Linked DNA regions of Sus scrofa: all the other regions are linked to region 1. A link is a contact called in public Hi-C and HiChIP or PLAC-seq data. All regions are on one chromosome and are shown on one strand. The core of a region is the stretch at or near the end of the contact, and the rest is flanking DNA. Distances in the headings are between cores, read along the strand shown. Region 1 holds the start of NISCH (nischarin). Region 2 holds the start of SFMBT1 (scm-like with four MBT domains protein 1). Region 3 overlaps RFT1 (protein RFT1 homolog).

Evidence for each region. A called contact is a pair of places that touch in the nucleus more often than the background predicts. HiChIP or PLAC-seq counts read pairs in DNA pulled down with a chosen protein or histone mark.
Region 2: a Hi-C map of omental adipose tissue shows a contact between it and region 1, with 1.7 times the contacts expected there. The contact joins the promoter of SFMBT1 here to the promoter of NISCH in region 1. A contact is called at or near these places in 2 of 5 promoter capture datasets (fetal liver and fetal skeletal muscle) and 7 of 47 Hi-C or Micro-C datasets (embryonic fibroblasts, heart right ventricle, mesenteric adipose tissue and 4 more).
Region 3: a contact with region 1 is called in an H3K27ac HiChIP or PLAC-seq map of alveolar macrophages. The contact joins the enhancer-like site here to the promoter of NISCH in region 1. A contact is called at or near these places in 1 of 5 promoter capture datasets (fetal skeletal muscle), 5 of 47 Hi-C or Micro-C datasets (embryonic fibroblasts, heart right ventricle, mesenteric adipose tissue and 2 more) and 1 of 2 datasets of contacts at active chromatin or transcription factors (alveolar macrophages).

What each region holds. Positions count from the first base shown.
Region 1 is chr13:34,594,231-34,597,234 of Sscrofa11.1, reverse strand. NISCH (nischarin) reads right to left here and starts at 1,447. Exons shown (of 21, transcript XM_001925354.5): 1 at 1,211-1,447. The coding sequence starts at 1,306. TNNC1 (troponin C1, slow skeletal and cardiac type) reads left to right here and starts at 2,915. Exons shown (of 6, transcript NM_001130243.1): 1 at 2,915-2,947. The coding sequence starts at 2,924.
Region 2 is chr13:35,179,167-35,182,490 of Sscrofa11.1, reverse strand. SFMBT1 (scm-like with four MBT domains protein 1) reads left to right here and starts at 1,417. Exons shown (of 22, transcript XM_021068955.1): 1 at 1,417-1,931.
Region 3 is chr13:35,202,591-35,205,934 of Sscrofa11.1, reverse strand. The region is part of intron 13 of RFT1 (protein RFT1 homolog); the gene reads left to right. Among named protein-coding and RNA genes, the nearest start is that of SFMBT1, 23 kb to the right of the region's middle. Within about 2 kb of position 1,619, at least 15 of the 83 cell types and tissues checked have an H3K27ac peak or open chromatin away from gene starts, as enhancers often do. A contact at or near this core is called in alveolar macrophages, retroperitoneal adipose tissue and subcutaneous adipose tissue, where this site is marked.

The sequences.
Region 1 (3,004 bases), core at 198-2,697:
AGCTGAATGCAGTGGCTGCATGACTGCCGGCCAGGCATCAACTCAGAGACCTCAACTTTCACCTGGATGAGGACCCCTGGTCCTAGGGTCCCGCCCCTCCCTGAAGCAAGCAGGGAAGGGGGAGGAGAAAGTAATCAACTCAGCCTAAGCATCCATGGAGGAGCAGCCATTTCTCCAGGGCCTGCCTGTTGCTACAGAATTAGTCCCCAGCCTCTCTACCCAGCCTGGCAGTTTCCATCCCCTCCCTCCAGTACAGGAAAGAATGACCCTGGAGGAGGGTTAGGATGAGGTCCAAAAGGATGGGGCGAAGGCAGGGCCAAAGCCCCCCACATACTTCCCACCTTCCAGGAACAAAAGACAGGAGTCTGGGAGGTGCTCAGATGCTCAGTCCCTGCCAGGCAGCCAACCTGGCCTGTAGGCCAGGTGCCCAATCCCATCCAGACCCAGGAGGGCCTCCAACTCATCACAGTCTGGAACCTGCCCCCTTTGCTGTCCTCCATCACCCCCGTAGCTCTGAAGTGTGCGTGGGCAGTTTACAGCACCAACTCACCCCCATAATCCAAAGCCATGAAGATCCCTAAGGTTCCCCGGTTTTAAGCTTTCAGCCCTGAGCCACCCCTTCAATTGCCGGTGTCTAGGCTCCACCCTTACCCCATTCTTGTTTCTGCCAGAGCCCCAAGGAACCTGAGCCCCCCTTCACTTTTAGAGCAAATCTCAACTGCAACCTCAGGCCTCCCACGTCAAGGCCCCGTCTCCTCCGCCCCCGCCCGCAGGGCCCTGACCCTTTCTGCAGATTTCATCCATCAGAGACCCTTTCCCTAATTCCCCTCCTTCCAGACCCCTTGTCACGTCCTCCCAGGCCGGCGCCTCTCAAGGCCTAGAAGATCTAGAGGGACCGCCGCCTCAACCCGACTCCTGTCTTCCGCAGACCCCCTTTATCCTCTAATCTTTCCCCAACCCTATCCTGCTTTTCTAAACGCGTACACTTCCCAGGCCCCCTCCCTGGGCCCCACCCCAGGACCCTCTTTCCCTACCTGCAGGGCCCAGGGTCCTTCCCCAGATTCCGCTATTCCAGGTCCCCACTTCAAAATCGCAGTCCCCCACCTCCTCCTCTTCAGATGCTGGGCCCAGATTCCCTCCCCAACCTCCCAACTCTGAAATCGGGTTCCAGCCGCCACCCCTAGTTCAGGCACCGGGGCCCTCGGCACACCGTATACGTGTCCACGAGCTCAGAGCCCACGACGCGAGCCTCCTTGGCCGGCTCGGCCTCCGGTTCGGGCCCGAAGCTGCGCGCCGCGGCCGCCATGTTCCGGGCTCGGTCGCCGCCGCCGCCCGGAGCAGACTGGCAGCAGCAGGGGGCGGGGTCAGCGTCCCACCGCCCCCCGACGGCCCCCGCCCCCCGCCCCACGCTGCTCACCAAGCAGCCATCTTGGACCGGCCGCCTCCTCGCGCCCCGCCCAGCTCCGCCCCTCGCGCGTAATTGACAGCAGCTGCCAATGGCGCGCGTGCGCAGGCTGCCCGGGAAGGTCCACTTGCGTAATCTGTACCTGCCTGGCCCCGCCCGCCGCGCTCCTAGCAGCGGGGGAGAAACTGAGGCTCCGGGCGGGAACTGCTCTGGGAATTGCCAGTCAGTGCCCAGGAAGGAAGGACCAATGGCCCCGCACCTTCCGGCGTACCTGAAGCGAGTCACTGCTTCGCTTGGTCTCAGTTTCCTTCTCCAGAAAAGAGGCAGTGGTTACCTCTCACCTTCCTCTTGGGCTCATTCCCAGTTGAGCACAAGAAGGCTAAAGGAGAAGAAAAATTGGGGCTTAGAATGCAAGCAGGACAGAATAATTGTGTCAGTTCTTAACCTCTCCAAGACTCAGATCTATGTCACATGGGCTTCCAGAGAACTGAGTGGGCTAGTCCACGCAAACGCCTGGCAGGCAAGGCAGGGAGCTGGTGTGAGTTCTGCGAGAAGGTGTTGAGTTAGGTGGAAGCAATGGCTATGTGCTGGCCATCTGGCACAAGACCCCCGCTGGTGTTCTACTAGAGCTCAAAATGAGGGGGCGATAGATTGGCTCTGGACCCAGGAACTGCAGTACTGGAGCACAGGCAGAGAAGGAGCCTTAACCCAGGGGAAGACCCAGATCTAGAAGAGAGAGGTGGTAAACCAACTTCAGGGGAACAGTCTTACACAGATGGGGCATCTGTGAGGGTGAGTTTGTTGAATGATTGATTGAATGCAGTCAAGCCCAGAGCTAGTACTTCTCTCCCTGGGGAGATGAGAGGTCTCAGGCAGGGCTTCTCTGGCACCCTTGGCAGAAAGGCTCCAGCCCATACTCTCCTGAGGTAGGTCAGTGCCTTCCTTCTCCACTAGTACCACAGCACCGTACTCTGAACTTGGCATTCGAGGCTTCTCTGAGGGTTCTGCTCTCCCACCCTCTCCTTACATAGTGTTGCCCCTGCTCCAGAGAGGTTTAACCTAAGTTAGGAGCTGCCACGTCAGCCAGACCTCAAGCAAGTCCTTCCAGGAGCCTCACCTATTCCCTTGATTGGATAGGGGTTGAGCTGCTGTGTATAGGGGCCTCACCTCCGGGGCAGACAGGAGCTGCAGTATAGTGGGCCCCAGGCGAGGCCCCTGTACACAGCTCCCGTCTGTCCTGGGCTTATGTTTTCATTTTTTCAAAAAACTTTTCTGGAGAGTCCCTGGGGAGATGGAGGACAGAGGGAGAGAGACCTGGTCCTTATAGCCCTTCATCTTCTCCTTGCCCTGGGCGGAGGACACAGGGACTCAGGCCAGTGTGAGATCACCAGGTCCAGGGGAGGGAGTGGAGGATACGGCAGGCAGGGGTGGGCTGGGCCGGGAATGTGGCGGGGCAGGGCTATTTAAGCCGAGGGCCGCTGCTGGCAACCTCAGCAGCCTGCCCTGTGAGCCGCCAGTATGGATGACATCTACAAGGCTGCGGTGAGGGATGGGCCTGGGCAGGGCTGGGGTGGCGGGCCCACAGGGGGCTCATTCAGC
Region 2 (3,324 bases), core at 168-2,667, 590 kb before region 1:
TAAGCAAAAAAAAAAAAAAAATTGGTGATGGCGGTAGTTAGTTAAATCCATATTTGATACCACATGGCAAAATAAACTTATCATGGATAATTGCCAAATAATTAAATATAAAATTAAATTGTGCAAGAGTTTCTGCTGTAGTGCAATGGGATTGGTGGCATCTTGGGAGCCCTAGGACACAGGTTCAATCCCAGGGCTGGCACAGTGGGTTAAGGATCCAGTGTTGCTGCAGCTGTGGCTTAGGTTGCAACTGGGGCTTGGATCTGATCCTTGGCCCTGGAACTCCAAATGCCAGGAGTGGTCAAAAAAGACTAAGTAAATAAATAAAATTGTAGAAAATCAGTGGAAAAATACACTATCAGATGGGTGGAAGAAAGCTCGCTTCATCAGCATTGGAGCAATTAAAAAAATCACAAGAGACTAGCATGACAGATTGAATAAAACAAAAAAAGAACAATGGACTGTCACTTTGGATCACTGACAACATAGGAACAATATAACATAAAAAAATGCTTATTCGAAGTTAGAAGAGGTTCAAGTCCCCAAAAGATGAATAGACATGAACAGATCATTTATAGAAGGGAAATACAGATAGTAAATGCAGGGATAAACATTTACTGAGAAATACTGAAGTAACCTTGAACTACCAACAGACACTGCTAAAATAGGGGAGAAAAAAGATGGTACCCAAGGCTTAGAAATGTGTATTAAACTCTTTACACTTGTTCCTGGGAGGTGGAGAATGAGTAGGGCAGCAGCTCTTTGGTAAGTCCTCTGGCACTGTGGGGCAAGCCCACCTCGCCCTTCCTTGCTTAGCCTTTCATCTGGGTATTTAACTGCCAGGAATCTATCCCAAAGGCAGAACTAAGGGATGTGTTAGTAAACAATTGTAAGGAACCAAAATAGGCAATGGTAGGAGACTGACTGAATGGATGAAGATATCTGCACACATTAAAAATGCATCATGTGAACAAAAGAAAAATGTTAGTGATGGTAGCAAACACAAAAGACAATGTGTGGTTGCTACTATGTAAAGACGTGTAGGTGGGTGGAAGGTTTAATGTGTGAAAAGTTTCATGTATTATGGATACTACTTTACTCTTTTTGCATTTTTCTTCCTCCCTGGCTGTCATATTGTCTTTTCAGGGGCAGTTAAAATATCCAGCCAGCAGCGTGCCTGTGAGCAACTCTGTAAAGTGGGGTATTATTTCCCAGCGCAGACTTGAACCGCATTTGGCACCCCTGAATTCCTTGCGGTGGGGATGACTCCTCCACCTTGAAAGGCAGCAGTGATCAGCGCCCATCGGAGCCCTCCTCTCAGGACCGGGAGTCCGAGCACTCCCAGGTCTCCGAGGCTCGGGCACTTCCTTCTCTCTTCCAGAGCAGGTGGGGACGGGCGAGTGTCCCACCAGCACCTGTGTTCGGTGGGTAAGGGGCGAACGAGCTCGGAGAAGTAAACCGCAAGTGGGCACCTCGGGTTGCGGGGCCGGTTCATAGTCACTAAGGAGCTACTGTCTCGACCCCGGGGCCCTGCTCTCCCGCCCGATTTAGACAGCCGTCTCTTGCCACCTCGCCAGGGCCCCGAGCGGCAGGAAAACTCGGATTTACAGGGCGCCTCCTGCGGAAGCCTAGAAATACCGGGTGCGCCGCGGGGCTCCGGTCTGACTTCGCAGTCAGGGGGCAGTTAGGTGCCCTCCCAGGTCTCAAGGGTGCGCCAGATCCCGGACGTGGGCCAGGCGGGCGGACGCAGCCTTCTCCCGCGGCGACACGCGCCTAACTGGGCTCAGGCCGCCGCTCGGTGCGTTCCTGCGCTAATGCCATCTTGCCAGAGGCTGTCACGTGCGGACGACAGCATCGCGCTTCGCCCCGGCCCGAACGCCAAAACCGACATCGGGACGCCACCTGGTTCCCGGGGTTCCATCCAACCCGAGGTGAGGTGAGGGGGCCCTTCCCTCGTGGGTCCGAGCAGGGGCAGCGTGGGCGCTGGGTCCTGGGAGGCGCGTTTCTCCGTCGGGGCCCCAACGCGCCGGGCTGTAGCGCCGTCGGGGGCGGGAGGCGCCACCGCGTGCCCTGTGCCACGGCCCAGGGGGTGTCCAGGGCAAGTTGTGGGCTGGAGCATGCCGGGCGGCGGCGGCGGGTGGCTCTGGACCCCCAGGACTTAAGTCTGCAGTCGCCTCGCCTCCGGCACAGGTCCCGCGGGGCGGGCAGACGCGCGGGAGGGCTTGGAGAGGCCGGGCCGGGGGGCGCCACACGCGCGGCGCGAGGGGCGCCGGCTGCCGGGAGGAGCGCGGATGGTGGGGGGGGCGCGGGCGCATGCGCCCTGCGCCCGTGCCATATTGGAATGAGTCGGAGTGCGGAGCGCCGCGGCCGCCGCCTCCGCCGGAGCGCGGGTGGAGGGGGGCGGGGAGAGCTGCCTGCCGCCCCGCTCCGCGGAGCCCAGCAGGAAGGAGGGCGCGAGCGGGCGAGCGCAGGCGGCGCGAACGGAAAAAGCGTCCGCGCGGGCGAACGAAAAGAAGGAAAGAAAGAAAGAAAACGAGCGCGAGAGGGGAAAAGCGAGCTATTGAGAGAGCGAGCGCGCGAAAACTCCCGGCAGGTAAAAAAGCGGGGCTGCCGGCTGGGCCTTCCCGCGCGGCGGCCTGAAGGGGCGGCGGCGGCGCGGGGACTGGGGACTGCCTGCTGGCCCCTTCTAGGCGGCCGCGCAACTTTGCCAACGAAAATCCGCCGGGAGCCGGCGGCCGGCGGGCGCGCGGGCTGAGGCGCCAACGGGCGGCGGCGGCACGTTGGGGGCGGGGGCGGGGCGGGGGGAGCGCGACGCCCGCGCGCGGCCTGGCGCGCCCCCGAGGCCCCGCGCGCTGGCCGGCCGGGAGGCAGGAGCGCGCCTGGGCGCCTCGCCGCGGTAGCGAGACGCGGCCGGCCGTCTCAAGCCGGCAGCAGGGCGCACGGCAGCCCCCGGGCGTGAAAGGAAAGTGGCCAGTCGGCCGCACCGGGGGCGCCCAAGTTCCCTGGCGCGCTGGGCCCGCCGCGCGCCCCTCCCCGCGCGTCCCACGCTCCCGCCCGCCGAGCCCCCGCGGACCCGCCCCCCGGGCTCGCTCCGGGGCCGGGACGCGAACCCGCAGCAGGACTCGGGGGCGCGCCGCCCGCGCAGCGGTCCGAACTTCACAGGGCCAAGGCGGCCACGGCGCAGAGGTGAAGCGTCTAGCGGCCGCCGCAACCGGTTGCTTCGGCCAGCGTGGTGGAGTGCGCCGGGCCTCCCCTGCGCGGCGCGAGCTGGCCGTGGGCTCGCCAGGAACCCGCCCCCGGCCCCAGCTGGACCTGCCGCTCCGG
Region 3 (3,344 bases), core at 370-2,869, 610 kb before region 1:
GTTGTTGTTGTTGCTATTTCTTGGGCCGCTCCCGCGGCATATGGAGGTTCCCAGGCTAGGGGTCAAATCAGAGCTGTAGCCACCGGCCTATGCCAGAGCCACAGCAACGCGGGATCCGAGCCGCGTCTGCAACCTACACCACAGCTCACGGCAACGCCAGATCATTAACCCACTGAGCAAGGGCAGGGACCGAACCCGCAACCTCATGGTTCCTAGTCAGATTCGTTAACCACTGCGCCACAACAGGAACTCCTGTGTCATTCCTTCTTAACCAGAACCATCTGGGTGTATCAGATTGAATTTGGGAAAATGGGCTCCTTTAGGGGCCTAATGATGGAAATATTATAAATACTCTTTAATTATCCTCCAGATTAATTAGCAGAAGTTGTGGGGTGCCCCATCCCAAAGTGCAGTCAGCTTCTGGCCTGTTCGCTATTCCATCCTTCTGGGGCAGTGTGGTTCAGTGGGAAAGTGTGTAAGGTGAGCAATAGGGAGTCAGATCTTTCCCACACAAACTGGGTGCTCACCAGAGTAGGTGCACCCAGAGCTCTGTCCAGGCTGCATCATATGCATAGAGACCCCTCCCCACAGCTTGTCAACCTGATCACAGTGCACTGTGTCTCACACTGAACATAGCAAGTGTGGAAGTATGTAAGAGCTGTGGTTGGCTAATCGGCATGGTGTTAGGCTCTGCAGACATTCAAACATCAGTTTTAAAGCTTACTGTTTTGGAGCCAGTCAATTTATTTCCTTCTCAGTCATTTCTGTAGGTTCCTAAAGAGTTGGAGTGCCCTGGATGCTGTGCCTTGAGGTGAGTGAACAAAGGGCCTTGGGGGCTTGAGAAGCCAGAGGGGTGCTGCCCCGTGAGGCTGGCAGGTGCCGGGCGCTCCGGGCAGCTCCTCCTGGCTTCACAATGGGGCCCAGGCGGTGGGCAGTCAGGCTGGTGGGCATGAGAGAAGGAGTCCCAGAACCAAATGCTGCTCTCAGGGTAGAGGTCCAGCTTCTCACATTGATGAAATCATCTCTTTCACCACCTTTATCTTCTTCCCACAATCTCTCCTCTCTGCTTTAAGCTCTGTTCTAAAGCAGAGCCCCTGAGGAGAAATGGACCCGGCACAGGTTATCTTCAAAGGGCAGCTACTGTGGGTCATGGGTCATAAGTGAGCCAGTGGATGGGCCACCCTCAGGGCAGGTAAGCACCCAGTTCAGTCAGCTCTCACTTGGCAGGGGCTGGCCAGGGTGGTATGGTTCATCCACAGTTGTCCCTTCAGCTCTGGAGGGGCTGCATGATGGCCTCTGATGTAACAGCTGACTCATGAAAGAATGTTCTGGTCCACCATTTACTTGTCTCATTACCTCCCTTGCTCCCAGATGTGTCCCAAAGTTACGACCCTGTTGACTTTACTGTAACCATGTTGTCCTGGTCTGACCAATGCATTTGGCAGAAGCCACCAGGGCTCAGAGCACTCAGTGGGAAAGGGACCTGGAAATCTGGCAGCTCTTGGTCATTTACTCTCATCTGCACCACAAACTGGGGCCTTGGAACAGGGCTCTGATGCTGTCAGCACAGCGAGCAGTGACTAATTAAGACACAACCACATTAGTCACGTTGGAGGTGACAACTGAGCAGCATGTTTCGGGTTCCTGTCTGAGAGATCCTGACACACTTTTCAATTATGTGGAACTAATAGTGTGCGGCTTCCACGCAGCCATGTCAGCAGGAGAGAAGGGGGTCTGAAATGAAAGCATGACTCACTGTGGCTCCTCACTCACTTCTTGGCACTTCCTATTGAAAATTACAAAAGGTGACACCAGGGGAACCAGCATCAGGGTGTCTTTCAGAAGGGTGTTATAAGATGACTCTGAGTGACACAGGAGCCCGGTCCTTTCAATAGGTGCACCTTGCGAACCCCAGCGTTGGCTAGTTCCAGCCTCCCTGTTCTCAAGGCGCACTCTCGTCTGGCCGCCATCAGAGCCTGGCACAGCCAAGCAGGGAGAAGCACGAAGACCCAGGAGAACCGAAACACTGTAGCCATGAGGAAAACAGGAATGTTTCCTCCACACATAATCCCAACCAAATTAGGGAATGTTGCTGAAATAGCTTTCCTTTTTGTTTCCCCTAGGGCCTCAACACAACAATTTTATGAACAAACCAGACTAGTACAGTGCATTTTTATGTTCCTGAGCTAGAGCCGAAGATTCCTTTCTTTCTCTCGTGGCTTGTGAGATCCCTAAGTTGTGTCTCTTCCATGACGAGAAAATGCTCTTGCAGGTGTGCAGATGTCAGGCTGTCGGGGTCAATAGAAAGGACAGAGCTACTTGCATTTTTTTTTTTTTTCTCTTTCGTAACTGGAGAGTGACATCATGCAGGGCTGATGGCATGATGCCCAAGCACACTGGCTGCCTGTCCTCGTCTCCTCTTAGCTCTCCTGCAGCAAACCTGCCACCACGGGGCCAAGCCATGCTCTGGTGGAGAAGGACCCCAGCCTTGTCCTTCCTGCGGCGTTCTTTCCATCTGCACTACCACTGGGGAAATCCTCTCGTGTCCACATCTGCCTTCTGAGATACACAAGCAGGGTTTGCCTTCTAAGCGGCCCATGGTGTTGCATACGTGCATACACCCCAGCCTGGATGCCCCTTTCTACCTCACTGGGTGATCTTGATCAAGTCTCCCTCACTCTACCAGGTGTGGCACACTGAGCGCATGCAGGTGCCACCTACCTCTGGACTCCGTTCCTCTGTTATCAAGGGGCCAAATTTGATTTGTGCTGTAAACACTGAGCCTAAGGACTCAAAGGAGCCATCCAACTCCTACTGCAGTACCCTTCTTATCTGTCTTGAAAATTGGGGGCAGAGTTCCCAATATGGCTCAACAGTAATGAACCTGCCTAGTATCCATGAGGATGTGGGTTCAATACCTGGCCTTCCTCAGTGGGTTAAGGATCTGGCGTTGCCAAGAGCGGTGGTATAGGTTGAAAACATGGCTTGGATCACACATTGCTGTGGCTGTGGCATAGGCTGGTAGCTGTAACTCCAATTCAAACCCTAGCCTGGGAACTTCCATATGCCATGGGTGTGGCCTTAAAAAGACAAAAGAAAGAAAAGAAAATTGAGAGTTAGTTTAAGAGTTTGCTTAGAAGTTCCTGTCGTGGTACAGCAGAAATGAATCCGACTGGGAACCATGAGGTTGCGGGTTCAATCCCTGTCCTTGCTCAGTAGGTTAAGGATCTGGCATTGCTGTGAGCTATGGTGTAGGTTGCAGACATGGCTTGAATGCTGAATTGCTGTGGCTGTGGCCTAGGCTGGCAGCTGTAGCTCTGATTGGACCCCTAGTCTGGGAACCT